3 separate regions of the Rattus norvegicus genome follow, and all the other regions are linked to region 2. The links are chromatin contacts, called in public Hi-C maps. All regions are on one chromosome and are shown on one strand. Each heading gives the region's core, a stretch centred on a gene start, on an enhancer-like site or on the middle of the called end of the contact. The rest is flanking DNA. Distances are from core to core; before and after follow the strand shown. Region 1 holds the start of Nphp4 (nephrocystin 4). Region 2 holds the start of Rpl22 (ribosomal protein L22). Region 3 holds the start of Acot7 (acyl-CoA thioesterase 7).

Region 1 (4,244 bases), core at 1,184-3,683, 150 kb after region 2:
AGGGGTGAATCTCTGTTTTGAAGGGAATCTCTCCCCCACCCCTCCCAGGCTGCTTTGGAGACAGGGCTGCTATAGCCCCTTGTTTTAAGTACCATCGAGGCTTGCGTGGGCTTGAACAGTTTCCCTTGGCTTCTCTTAGGCTGCAGACTGGACATGACTGACAGGACCTCAAGGGTCAAGGGTGTTCTGAGGACCCCACGCTGGGAAAGAAAAAGCACAAGGCCAGGACCCCAGTAGGACACAGTGGCCTTGGCTCTGCAGAACACACATTGGCCAAGTAAGAGGCAGGTGGATCGATGGGACCCAGGTCCCCAAACCCTGCAATGCTAGGCCTGGGTGCAGCTTGTTCTTGGCACTGAAGGGAGTTGGGGGCTGGAGTTTCTGAGGGGGAGGAGAAACCGCAAAGAAAGAAGAAACCCTGAGGCGACAGATAGTGGGACAGCTGCGGACTGAACTTGGTGTTCCTGTCTTCGATGTAGATGTATTAATTTCCATAAATGCTAATCGTCCATCTCTCCAAGAGCTATTACTTAATGTCATCTTCCCTTGGATGTGGTTCAACACAAGTGGAATGGAGCAAGAGGCACCCCCACAAACTGGTGGGTCCCTGGCTCCCGCCCCTCTACCAACCAGGTGGCTCAAGTAGTCTGGTTTCTGATGTAACCCTCACGCCTTCGGCAGGCATCCAGACCACCTGCCTTTAAAGACAGGTCTCTTTCACACCAGTAAGCAAAGAAAGTTAGCAACTCCAAAAAAACGCTGAATCACACAGTGAGAGTGAACAGTAAGTGGGGGATGGGTGAGGAGGGAGATGGAAGCCCGTTGGCAGGCAGCAAGGGGTGCTGGAAGCCTTCCTACTTGGAGCGCCCCAGGGTGCCCCAGGCATGCTGCAGGAGACCCCAGGACAAATGCCAGGAGAAGCAAGCAGGGTACGTCAGACGGGAGGGAGGGCAGGTGGGCAGGTACACCTTGCTGCTGCAGATACTGCAGCAGGCAGCAGTGCAGCAGTGGAGTGCTCCGCATCCTGCAGCAGAAGCAGTGGCAGTAGCTGCAGCAGCAGGTAGGGAAGTGGGGAAGTGCTTAGTGCCAGGGTCTGGGCACAGGGGGGAGAAGCTGAGGGTGAGGGTAGAGGTCTAGAGGCAGGGGTAGGGGGAACAAGGTATAGCTGCAACGCGTGTCAAGGTGCCGGGGAGCGCCGCAGAATAGAGACTGCGGTGCAATAGTGGTGGTGGGCATGAAAGGGGGTGGGAGCAGAATGGGTGGGAAGCTGGGTCAAGGCGAGAGGGACACACGGCAGGTAGCAAGGACGAAGGATGCGTCTGTAGGAGCAACAAGGAGGGAGATGAGAGAAGACAGCTACTAGGGGAGCACAGAGGCCGAGAGAGGATGGGGAAGCAGGGAGGCAAGGGCGAGGCGAGGATGCAGGGTTAGAAGGGGTAGAGACAGGGATTGAAGTTTGGGGCAGGGGTCCGGGTTGTCGGCCGAAAGGTGGGGCAGGATGACAGGGAAGCAGAGAGGGTAGGTTGGGGGCAGGGAGACTGTGGAGAAGGCGATGAGGAGGCTGGAGAGGAGGTGAGAACGGAGGCGGGGGCAGGGATGCGGGGCCAGGGAAGAGGAGATGGAAGGGGACCGCGGTGGCCGCGACAGCGCAGCCTCGCAGGTGCCCGCCGGGGTCTCCCGGCTGCACTCACCTGGGGGCCTCCAGCTCCGGATCCCACGCCCCGTTCCGGATCTTCCTTCCCGCCCTGCCCTTGCGACTTCAGCACCCCCGAATCCCGCTTGCTCCGGCAGGTTCCGCCCGCAGCATCTTTACCTCGTGGGACGCCCGCGGCCACGCCCCTAGCATCCTATTATTGGCTATGATTCACGCCAGTCACAGTCTCATTGGCAGTGGCCTTCGGAGTCCATGCAAATCCTGCAGCTCCCGCCGATGCGTCGATTGGTCCGCGCGCGTAGAGTCAGAATCATTGAACTCTGGCTCTCATTGGCCGCGCTACCTTGACGTAAAAGTGACGCGGGGCGGGTTCTGTGCTGAGTGAGCGGTATCCCTCAGGTCGGGACTCCTCGCGTGGGTGGCGGCGGATTGGGCGACCCCCTGGACCAGCACTGGATCCACGAGACCTCGGGTTCCGCTGGGCACCGGCAGCCCGATCGCTGGATCCACGGTGCGGGACCTGTTCCGTAGCGTGGATCTCGTGCCCGTCTCCTAGGTAACGCGCCAGCGGTGGACTGAACCAAGTACGGGGGAAGTCAGCGTGTGTTGGGGGCGCGGGTGGCAGCAGAGCCTCGAAGAGGCTTCAGGGTCCGGGGTGGGGCTGCATATGTTATCTCACGGACGATCTGGTGTTTGCAAGGCACCGCACGGGGCACAGGGCCTGACCTGGCTCGCATGGGTTGCGTCCTCTCCCCCTCGTATCATCATTGGTGCATTCCGGTTGCCAGCTGAAGTTCGGCTGCTGGGATTCCTTCGGTTAGTCTACTGACCCTGTGTGCGCAGCCGTCCGGGGCTGAAACCGATGCTGTGAGCTCGCCAGAGCCTTGAAGATGCTCACAGTCTGGTGTACGCGCCTCTATCCCAGCCCTAGGCCGTGCAGCTCTCTTAGGCCCCTGCGGCCCTCGATGCACTGTGAGGCCCTTGGCCCAGTCCAAGTCCAGCCCTCGGGGCGCAGGGCTGACCTCCTCCTCCACTGCTCGGAATTGCAACCCACACTGCTGTCCGGGTTCCCAGTATGTCTCGTCCTGCCTTAGTCAGGGGAGATGCTCTCGCGGCTCACGTGGAAGTTTGCACTGAAAGTGGGCTTTGCGAGTTTAGGGTTTGGGCAAGCTCTCTCTGTTCCCACCCTGGTCTCATTGGCAGCTCAGCCATACAGTTCCCACGCACCATAATTCTGCCTTGTGTCCCAAATTGCCCTAGCACTGTTTCGTTCTAGTGTTTGTATCTACTTTGGCAAAGACCATGTCTTTAGTTCCATAGCAGAGGGTGAGTGAGGTCATTCTAGGCATCCTTTAATCAGACTTACAGGTCAACGCTCCATCACTAACTCTGCCCCCAGATGGGGTAAATCTCAGGTCTTCATTTCTAGGGACATGGCTTCCCTAAGATTGGCACCACTCTTTCTGGAACATCAGCCTCTCTGGGGCATCTGACGGTCCTTCAGTGTCGGTTGTGTCCCGTTGCTTCCCCCCACAGTCCCCACCTCAAATGAGTCTTGGTCATGAACAATACCATGCAGTGCACCCCTCCGCCTCCCCCTTCCCCCCCCCCCTCACTACAATTTAATGATGTTGTTGGAGACAACATTTCCCTCTGGAATACATCTGGTGTTGGCAAACGTTTATTAAGTAGACCTGCAGAAATGAAGACCCCAAGACTCCATCAAGGCTGTAGCCCTGTCGATTGGAAGCAGGCAGAAAGCAGGCTCTACACTGAAGTGGAGGAGACAGAACTGGCCCTGTCCTTAGGTGTCTCCAGCAGGGCTCTTACTGCCCTCTTCTGGACATCTTGTCTCCTTTGACTTCTCCTGGCTTCCTGAGTGGCCAGAGGATGGTGGCATGGGTGTGGGCTAGTCAGTATTAGCTGTGAACATCTCACCACCCGTAGGGCGGGCTGTGCTGACACTGCCTTCCACTTGTTGGAACAGAACACCTTGAACGTTTTACCAGACTGGGCTCGGGCTTCAGCAGACACTGGCTCACTTTCTTCCTGTTCACTGTAGGGAGCCTATGGTACCCCTTTCCTGGATTCGAAGCATGGAGTCTGTCCCGTTTTCTTTCTAATGTTTATTCTTCCCGGTGGCCCTGTGATTCTGTTATGGGAGTTTGCAAGGTATGACCCTGTCTCTGGAAACCCCAGTGTGTAGTCATTGTCACCTGAAGTGACTCTCATTGGTCGGAGAGTGTCAAAAATGGCTCTGCAGGCCATGGCCTTCTCCCCATTCCTCTGCCTTGCTAAAAACTATTAGTTTACCTTCCTAAAGCTAGCCCCAAGGTCTATTCTATTACTTGGCAGCTTCCTCCTGAGTCTGACCACCAAAGGTCCAGCTTTCAAAGTATTTGAAGTTCAGCCATTAAAAGCCCTCTTTGGCTCATCTATTTAACATGCCTAATTAAAATTAAACCCCTCATCCTACCACAGAGTTTCCCACTTTTCCTTTATAAACCACCATTTGCCTATGAACCATGTCTGTCTTCTCTCTATCCAGAGACAGTCCTTTGTCCCTGGGGACAAATAAGCCTCCTCCCTC
Region 2 (4,201 bases), core at 681-3,180:
TCTCCCTAAGACAAACGGGGTCCTATATTTGTAGTAATCCTCCTGCCTCAGCCTCCCAAGTGTCTCCATTACAGACACAAGCCACTGTCCACGCCCAGCTTTTGTCGGTGGTTTGTTTTTTTTTTTTTAAACAGGATATTTAAGGGATTGTTTACTTTTTTTTCCCTCGAGGCTCTTAAGATGGCTCAGAGGTTAAAGATGTGGAGCCTGACACCCTCGAGTTCGCATCCCCAGGACTCTCACAGTGGGAGGGGAGAACACTAAAAAAATGGCCTCTACCTCTGCACAGGAGCTGGGTATGCTCCCCCCATCAAAAATGATAAACAAAATAGTTTTTAAAAAGTTTTTTTTTTTCAGGTCTAGTCAGATGGCTCTGCAGTAAGGGTACGTGCCATCCAACCTGAGGATGTGACTTCTTGGGAGGGAAGGGACTGACTCCTACAGGCACAATGTAGCATGTATGAACATGGTGCTGTGGTCTCAGATGTGTTGGGCTGAATTTATAACTATTCCGGAATATGTGCTATCCTCCAGTCACAGGCTTGACCGAGGCCGTAGCCCCTCTGAAAAGCTGAGACACTGTGAAGAGGGTAGGGTTATCTGGGGGCTCTGAGGGAGAAGGAAGATCTGATTCTGCAAGTACTGGAATAACTGAATATCAATGCTGCTTCTGGGATGTTCAACAGCCCCCGACAGAATGAAGCAAGAGTAACGCCAGCCCCCTTCTTTGGCTGCCAAAGCGGAAAGGTTTGTAGCGGAAAGGTTTGTATCATGCCTGTAATCTCAGAATTTGGAAGGATGAGGCAAGAGAATGTTGAGTCTAAGGCCAGCTTGGGGTAGATGGTGATTTCCAGGCCAGCCTGGGCTATGGAATGATGTGGAGTGAGGCTCTGTCTCAACCACACTAAACCAAAATGAAGGCTATCAAACCAAGCAGGAGAGAAAGCAGACAGGGACTTGAATCTGACCAACCAGCATGGTATGTTTCCTTCAAAGATTATAAGTCAAAGCTGGGCTTTTACGGGATCCAGGTAACAGAACTGGATGGTGTGGTCACAGTTCAGGATCCTAGAGGACATATAATTAATCCTCTAGGAACACAAGGGGTCATGTCACCTAGGGAGGAAAATCCTCACTATGCACATTTGACTGATGAGCATCAGTAAGGCACTCGACAGTGCTGAACCGGACCCTGCATTGACCAGATCCGGGTGGTCCTGGAAAGCCAGCGGAGGCTTTTTGGAACTGGGGAGCTAGAAGGAGCCAGCTTGAATTTAAGGGTTCAAACTGGAGCGTGCTCCTGGGGGCAGGAGGAAGGCTAGTCACATGGTTGGTATGATCTTCCAAGCTGGTTGTTTTCTATCGGATGAAGAAATATGGTAGTACAACTCCCCACCACCACCTTGGCTGGCCTGGATGGAACTCGCTGCTGTAGATACTGTAGCCCAGGCTGGTCTCTAACCAGATACGCTGGTCTTGAGGCGTCCTCCTGCCTCTGCCTCCTGAGTGGTGGGATTACAGGCTTGAGCCACCAGGCCTGACTGACACTGGGGATTCTAAATTTCTCTGTGGTCGAAAAGGGATTGCCCAAGTCTCCTTAAGATACTGTGTTCGATTCCTATCCGGCCAGCTGGTGATTTGTTTAGGGAACGTCCGTCATAATTCTTCAACACTTTCAAAAGTAGAGCTAACCCCTTTATTTCTCTTTGGGTTCGCCCAGTCTCCCTCAGTCGTTCGCAGTGGGACAGCCCAGCTGACTCCTCCCCTTCCCGACAGCCGACTTCGCGCTGGGAAAAGCAATAGCTGCCCGATCGTTCCTTAGGTGGCAGGGAAGGGCGATCGAGAGGCAGGGCTGATCGATTAAAGTTGCCTGGCTCCTTGCGTGCACCGTGCGCTGCGGGCTCTTCGCGCCTGCGTAGTGCGCCCCCCTCCCTTTCTGCCTCCTCTGCCGCCATGGCGCCTGTGGTTAGTATGGCTCCGCGTGCGACCGCGGCTCCGTGAGCGGCACGTGGGCCTGGTGGGCTGACTCGGGCTCAGGCTCGCGTGGGGCACTGCGCTTTGCAGCGTCAGGCCCTGGTGGCCTGGCAAGCGGGGCGGAGGAAGCCGGGTCCGCGGCCGGGTCCAGCACGTTGTGGGCGGAGGAGGCCGCGGCTCGACGCGGTGCGGGAGAGCCCGGAGAGCTCGAGGTGGCGGATCGGGCTCCTGCTAGCGGCCCGAGGGAGCTTAGAGGCTGCAGACTGGATATCGCCGGAGCCCGAGTCCAGTCCCGGACTCCGGGCAGCGGGCCCGATTAGTTGGGCGAGGGGCGGGGAAGACGGATGTGACCTGCCACCCCGGACGGCCGAGTGGAAATGGCCCTCCACCTGGTGGCCGGGCTTCAGGGACGAGCTTTGGGCTTGAGGAGTCTTCTAGCACCCCTCGAGGAAACTACTTTTATTAGGGTGCAGGTCCTTTCAGGCGTTGGGTGAAGAAGGCCCGATTCTATTCTCTGGGCTGAGTGAGACTGGGTTTTGCAGCACCTTCGTATCAGGCTGTTCTTGGAGATCGCTCTACTTGGACGAAGTGGTTTTAGGTGGTGCTTTGTCTTGTAGTTGGGACTCTTAAGGTGCATTTCCGATCGTCTTCATCTTTCTACCTTGGCTTTCCAATGCCTGTCCTTTTCTCGGGACTAGACTTTTTAGCAGTCAGTCATTTTGGTTGGTAGGGGGAAGACACATTGGGTAGAACAATTTTGTAATAACTGAAAGGTTGACTCAGTGCAAGTTGTGGACGGTCTCTTGAACATGAAGGGAAATAGTGTGGTTTGCATGAACTGCAAAACTTGAATAGCAGAAACCTAGGTGAGTTTTTAGAAGTTTCAGGGGTTTGTAGAGAGACGATTGACGGATGTTAACTTTGTAAAAGTCAACTGGACCCTCTTAGGTGTAGTTTTGGAAGTGCTAAATCACGAGTTAAGCCAATCCAGCTGAAAATCGTTGACCACACTCTTAACTTTGAAGCTGGCATAGAAAGCAGCTAGACTATTGTTTGATTCCCTCTGCCACTAACGAGAGGGTCTGGGATGTGGGGATTAAAAGCTAGGTCAATGAAGTGCTGTAGTCTGAGGCCTAGGATAGATTTCACACTAAAGTTGAGTGCGCAAAGCACTTGTGAGAAAAATAAAAGTGGTGTTTCTTGGGGGTTGGGGGAAGAAACGCTCCTTATTTTGGTTCATGTGCTGGCGGACCTTAGTGCTTGTAAAGACGGGGTGTCTGGAGAGGTTGATCGGGACAAGTGTGCCAGTGATCCCCCTTTCCTGAGCACCCCGAAGGGAACCCATCTCAGCCTCTTTGGGTTTGTATTTGTAAGAACTTCTTGCCTCTGACGTGATTGGGTTTTTAAAGTGCGTGTGTGAGTGTGTGTGTATATGTATACATGCATACATACGTGTGTGTGTGTGTGTGTGTGTATGTGGGGGGGACTGCCTGAGGCTTCATCTGTTTTTTGTATACTCCTAGAAAAAGCTTGTGGCGAAGGGGGGCAAAAAAAAGAAGCAGGTTTTGAAGTTCACCCTTGACTGCACTCACCCTGTAGAAGATGGAATCATGGATGCTGCCAATTTTGTAAGTGACATTCTGCTGCTCTGCAGTGGGGATCCTGTCGGGGTACAGCTTGTTGGGCACTCCCACTTTCTCACTTAACCAGAGCCAGGGTGAATGAGGTATTTGTTGCTGAGTCCCTTGAGATAGAAGTGCAGTGACCCATTGCACTCACTTCCTTTAGTCTCTATGGGCAGCCATGTGATGGCAGGAGCTCGCCACAGTACTGACTCCCGAGTGTGTTTGCCTTAATCTGCATATTTGGGGCATGGGGGGGGGGGTTTAAAGATTTTTATCTTTAAAAATTTGTGTGTGTATGTATGTTTGTTAGCTGCATGTATGTGTCCAATGTGTGTGTACAGTGCCCATGGAGGGCTAGGGCGTTGGTTGAATCCTCTGGAACTGGAGTTACATGTGATTGTGAATGAGAACCCTGTTGGTGCTGAGAACCGAACCCTGTTCTCTAAAAGAACATGTTCTCACCACTGACCCATCTCTAGCCCTGTCCTGACCTTTCCCCCCTTTATTTGACCCTAATCCCCAGTGTCCTGTGTTTCCCTTAATTAAAATCACTAGGTGTCTGCGCTCCGGAGACTGAGGTCTTTGGATGTAAACATCCTCTA
Region 3 (4,209 bases), core at 240-2,739, 150 kb before region 2:
CTTTTGTATTATCCTGTGCAGTATTCTATTGTAATATCCTGGCCCTGGATGTTCATGAGGTCACTTATGTTTGGCAGCTCTTTTCAGACCGTTAGTAAATAGGAAAAGCTCTTTGCTTAGCCGCAGCTTCCTCCTAGATCTAGACCTTGTAAGGCTGTGGTTCTCCACCTTCCTAACGCTGTGACCCTTTAGTACAGTTCCTCATGTTGTGGTGATCCCCCTAGCCATAGAATTATTTTCGTTGCTGCTTCATAACCATATCTTTGCTACTGTTATGAATCATAATGTAAGTATCCGTGTTTTCCTATATGGTCTTAGGTGGTTTGAGCCCCGATTCGACCCACAGACTGAGAACTGCTGCTGTAAGGGGAGATGGTGATATTTAAACAGGTCATAAACTCTGGAGGGCTTGCTTAATTCGTATTGAAATGCTAAGAGAACACAGGGTGGAAGCCACTAACACTCTGCTCCCGGTTCTAAAAACTGAATTCTTTGAATAATAATTGTGAGGTCTCAGGGGAGGCTGGTGTGTGTAGCATGTGCCCACCAGGCAAGGCCTGTGTACCAAGCTTCATCTCCTGCTGGAAAACTGGTGTTGCAGGGGTGATAGCTTTAGGCTTTAGAGTAAATGGACCCAAGTTCTGTTAATAGATGGGGTTACCTTTCTTGGGTACCGCATGGAGGGGCAGAGGCTCTCTGCAATACAGTAGATACAGGGTGACAACATTTCTCTTCTTTGGTGGCTTCTGTGGCCTGAAACTTGGACTTGATTTAAAGGCAAAGCAGAAACCAGCAGCAGCTCCTGGGCAGCAGGTGCACCCAGCTTGTACTTGGGGCTCTCCGGGTGTCTTTCTGGAGATCAGTGAGGCAGTGAGGCAGTGAGGCAGTGAGGGGGATTATGAGGCCAATAGGGGTCAGAGGTCGACCGGGCTCCCCGTCTGCAGCCATCCGGGTAAAGGGTTGACACTCGGCACCACGCGCTGTAGGCCCGGGTGAAGTCAAGGCCGGGCGCAGGGGTCGGTACGCGGCTCTCGGCGCCGTGCCCGTCCCGGTCCGGCCTCCCCGCGGTGACCTCATCGGGTGGCCGGCCCCGGTCGGTAGCGAATCGCCACGCCGGCGCACGGGAACGCCCCGTAGACTCCCGGCTGCCACCGAAGCCACGCACGCACACGCCCCGGGGACGCTCCACGACCGGGCCTCCGGCCTGCGTGGTGTCCGCCGCAGGCCGCTCGCCTGCTCCGCGCTGGCGCGTGCGCTGCGCTGCGCGCGCCACCCAACTGCCACCGAACCTTCTGGAAGCGGAGTCCCACAGCCGCCCCCGCCGCCGACAGAACTCGCCGCCTCCGCGAGCGCCTGCGGCCGTGGAGGCCTCTGGGCATGGGGGCGGGGCGGGGCCCGCGCGAGGGCGGGGCCCCCAAGGGGCGGCCGCCTGTGATTCGCCTCCTCTGCGCAGGCCCCGCCTCTCTGGCGACACGGCCCCGCCTCTTCCCTCCTCTTTTATGGCGCCTCCCAGGCTCATTCATTCGGCGCCGGGCCTGCTGGACACCTGTTCTCAGATCCCGCCGCCGCCGTCGCCGCCGCCGCCCGCCGTCGCAGCCAAGATGTCCGGTCCCACCACCGACACGCCGGCCGCCATCCAGATCTGCCGGTAAGACGGAGGCTTGCGGGCCAAGCCGACCCTTCCCCGCTCGCTCGCGCCTGAGCCCGCTGAGGCGATGCTATAGGCTCACAAGGATGCTGCCTTCATCCGGAGCGGCCCTGCCCGGCTCCACGCTCCCGGGGTCCAGGCCCTGGAACCCACCCTGGACCCCTCCACTGGACTCAGGCCCAGGATTCTCTCCCAGGACCCCTCCCTGGATTCCTCTCCTGGATCCCACCCTGGACAACACCCCCATTCCCCGTGCCCTCCTCCGGGATGCTCCCCGCCATGCTGCAGATCCGGGCCGCCTTGCGGGCTCCTCCCACCGGCCTCTGGCTGCATCCCAAGGGCGGCGGCCGCAGTTCTGAGGACTCTTGATGTAGGAATCCGGGCAAGGGACCCTGGCACTGGGCAACTGGCAGAGGGATCTGTCCTCCGTTCTCTTGTGCGTCCTACAGGGCTTGCCCCACCCCGGGCTCCGCGCCTTGTAGTCCGAGCCCAAACCTCCTGCGGGATTCGGAAAGGATAACTTAGGCTCTAGAGGGTGGTGGGGAACATGCCCAGTGCATTGGGAGCACACATGGGTGCGAGCCTCTGTGAGAGCAGGCCCCAGACCCAGTGTTCCTTTAGAGCCCCGCCTCGGTTGTGAGGAGAGCAGGTGTTAGAAGGAAGAACTCATCCATTCAAACCGTTTATTGACTCAGAAAGGGAGTGAGTGGGTCATCTCACACAATGGGGGTGAAGGTTGTTCTCGTCTAAGCATCCTCCCCAGTCTTGTTCCATTGGGGGTGCTGCTTAGATGTGGGTCCCCAGAGGAAGCCGGTGCTGATGAGCAAGCTCACTTCCCCAAGAAGGCGGGGAGGGCAGCCTCAAGGTTACCCTGCGGTTTCATGCACAGTACTTCTGTGCAGATCAGTAAGGGGCAGGTGGGGGTGGGGGATCGTGCCTGCAGGTTGTCTATTCTGCCTGACACACTGACAGGAGTGAGATTTTTTTGAGAGCGGGTATCACATTGGGACAGGTCGAGCAAACCCACAGTTTGGAGGCTGGGCAGCACTCTGACCTTGCGTCTAAGCCTCAAGCAGGCAGAGGCAGGCTCCTGTCTTGTGGGTGCTGCTGCTGGATAACTGGAGCTCTTTGCTGTCAACCTCACCTTCTGGCCCTACAGAGGCCATTCGCTGACTTCAAGGTCAGTTCTGACTCCCTAGAGAGGGGTGTTTGTCTAAGGGAGTCCTGCTCCCTTTGCTTCCTTATTGGCTGCCCAGGCCATTCAACTTGGGCTCTGGGGACAGGGTGTATGTTCCTGATAATGTGGACAACACAGGGTCTTTGTTTGACACATGCTGTGTATTGGTGTCGGGGGTCTTGGGCCTCACCTTCTGGGAGGATGACTGGCAGAGACCTTCCTCCTGCTTTGTGGAGGAGGGATTTGAGAAACTCAATAAAACCACGGAGCCCCAGGAGATTCAGAGTTAGCTCCTGCTTAGGTCTGGTTATACTGATTAAATCACCTGGGCTCTTACTTAACCTCATCAATATGGTTGGTGGCCAACCATCTTTCCCATAGCCTCTAACAACTAATGGGTATTTATGTCGCTTCGGATACTCTAATGTGCTCACAAATGCCCTGTGTGTGGCTTTTCTTATTGTGCTCTACAGGGCTGCCTCTAGCTGTCAGAGTCACAACTGCTTATTTTCCCTAAGTGACAGAGGGTGCATGGCCAGGGGTCCTGGCCCAGACGTCTCAGGGCAAAGCATGACTGCCAAGGGAGGTGGAGCGGTGCAGTAGACTGTGGTCACATGAGTTTGACCAGTGCAGAGTGGACCTAGCTGGATGGGGAGCCCTTTAAGGACATTTGAGCCAGCACCATGAAAGGCAAGACTCCTGACCTGGTGCATCTAAGCCATGAATTTAATAGGACTTCACAGGACACCTCCAAAGAGGCCAGCCCCGGAAGGGCATTGAACAGTGGAAAGTTTAGTCCTTATCTTAAGAGAGAGACAGTGTCATGCGCCTGTCACCCCAGACTGTTAGTGAGATCATCTGCTTTCAGTTCTGAAGCTTGAAGGAGCTTTAAAGATAGGTGTGAGGCGGGAGATGGCTCAGGGGCTAAAGTGCTTGCTGCTGTGAGGACCCGAGTCAGACCTGTGTAAAGTGAGACAGGTTAGTGAGGGCCTGTGACTCCAGTGCTCCTGCAGCCGGGTTGGGAGTGGAGACAAGGAAGCTCACGGGCCAGCTAGAATGATTGCTACTGCAATGAACAGCAAGAACCCTGTCTCAATCCAGGTACAGTGTGAGGACTGACGCCCAAGGTAGTTCTCTGACCCTTATACATACATCATGGCATTGTACACCCGCATGCACACACCTACACACACACACAGCACATACACCCCCTGCAAAGATAAAAGTAACCATGGCCATAGGCTTGGGATGGTTGTGGCTCTGCCCTTGGTAGCTGAGTGACCTGGAAGCCCATTGCTTATATTCCTGTGTCCTGTTCTCTTCTGGGTCTGAGTACTGGGTAAGAGTTGAGCAAGGAAGGATAGTGCCTTTAATCCCAGCATTC

The links. Hi-C and Micro-C count contacts between places; a contact is called where the count stands out from the background.
Region 1: a Hi-C map of liver shows a contact between it and region 2, with 2.0 times the contacts expected there. The contact joins the promoter of Nphp4 here to the promoter of Rpl22 in region 2. A contact is called at or near these places in 4 of 12 Hi-C or Micro-C datasets (the A7r5 cell line, kidney, liver and 1 more) and 1 of 1 datasets of contacts at active chromatin or transcription factors (oligodendrocytes).
Region 3: a contact with region 2 is called in a Hi-C map of the Rat2 cell line, with 2.1 times the contacts expected there. The contact joins the promoter of Acot7 here to the promoter of Rpl22 in region 2.

Annotation. Positions count from the first base shown.
Region 1 is chr5:168,268,640-168,272,883 of GRCr8, forward strand. It overlaps Nphp4 (nephrocystin 4), which reads left to right and starts at 2,434. Exons shown (of 30, transcript NM_001037650.2): 1 at 2,434-2,727. It overlaps Kcnab2 (potassium voltage-gated channel subfamily A regulatory beta subunit 2), which reads right to left and starts at 2,121. Exons shown (of 16, transcript NM_017304.2): 1 at 1,692-2,121.
Region 2 is chr5:168,116,031-168,120,231 of GRCr8, forward strand. Rpl22 (ribosomal protein L22) reads left to right here and starts at 1,931. Exons shown (of 4, transcript NM_031104.2): 1 at 1,931-1,965; 2 at 3,498-3,602. The coding sequence starts at 1,954.
Region 3 is chr5:167,967,913-167,972,121 of GRCr8, forward strand. Acot7 (acyl-CoA thioesterase 7) reads left to right here and starts at 1,490. Exons shown (of 9, transcript NM_013214.4): 1 at 1,490-1,648. The coding sequence starts at 1,500. It overlaps LOC134487047 (a long non-coding RNA gene), which reads right to left and starts at 799. Exons shown (of 2, transcript XR_010066768.1): 1 at 662-799.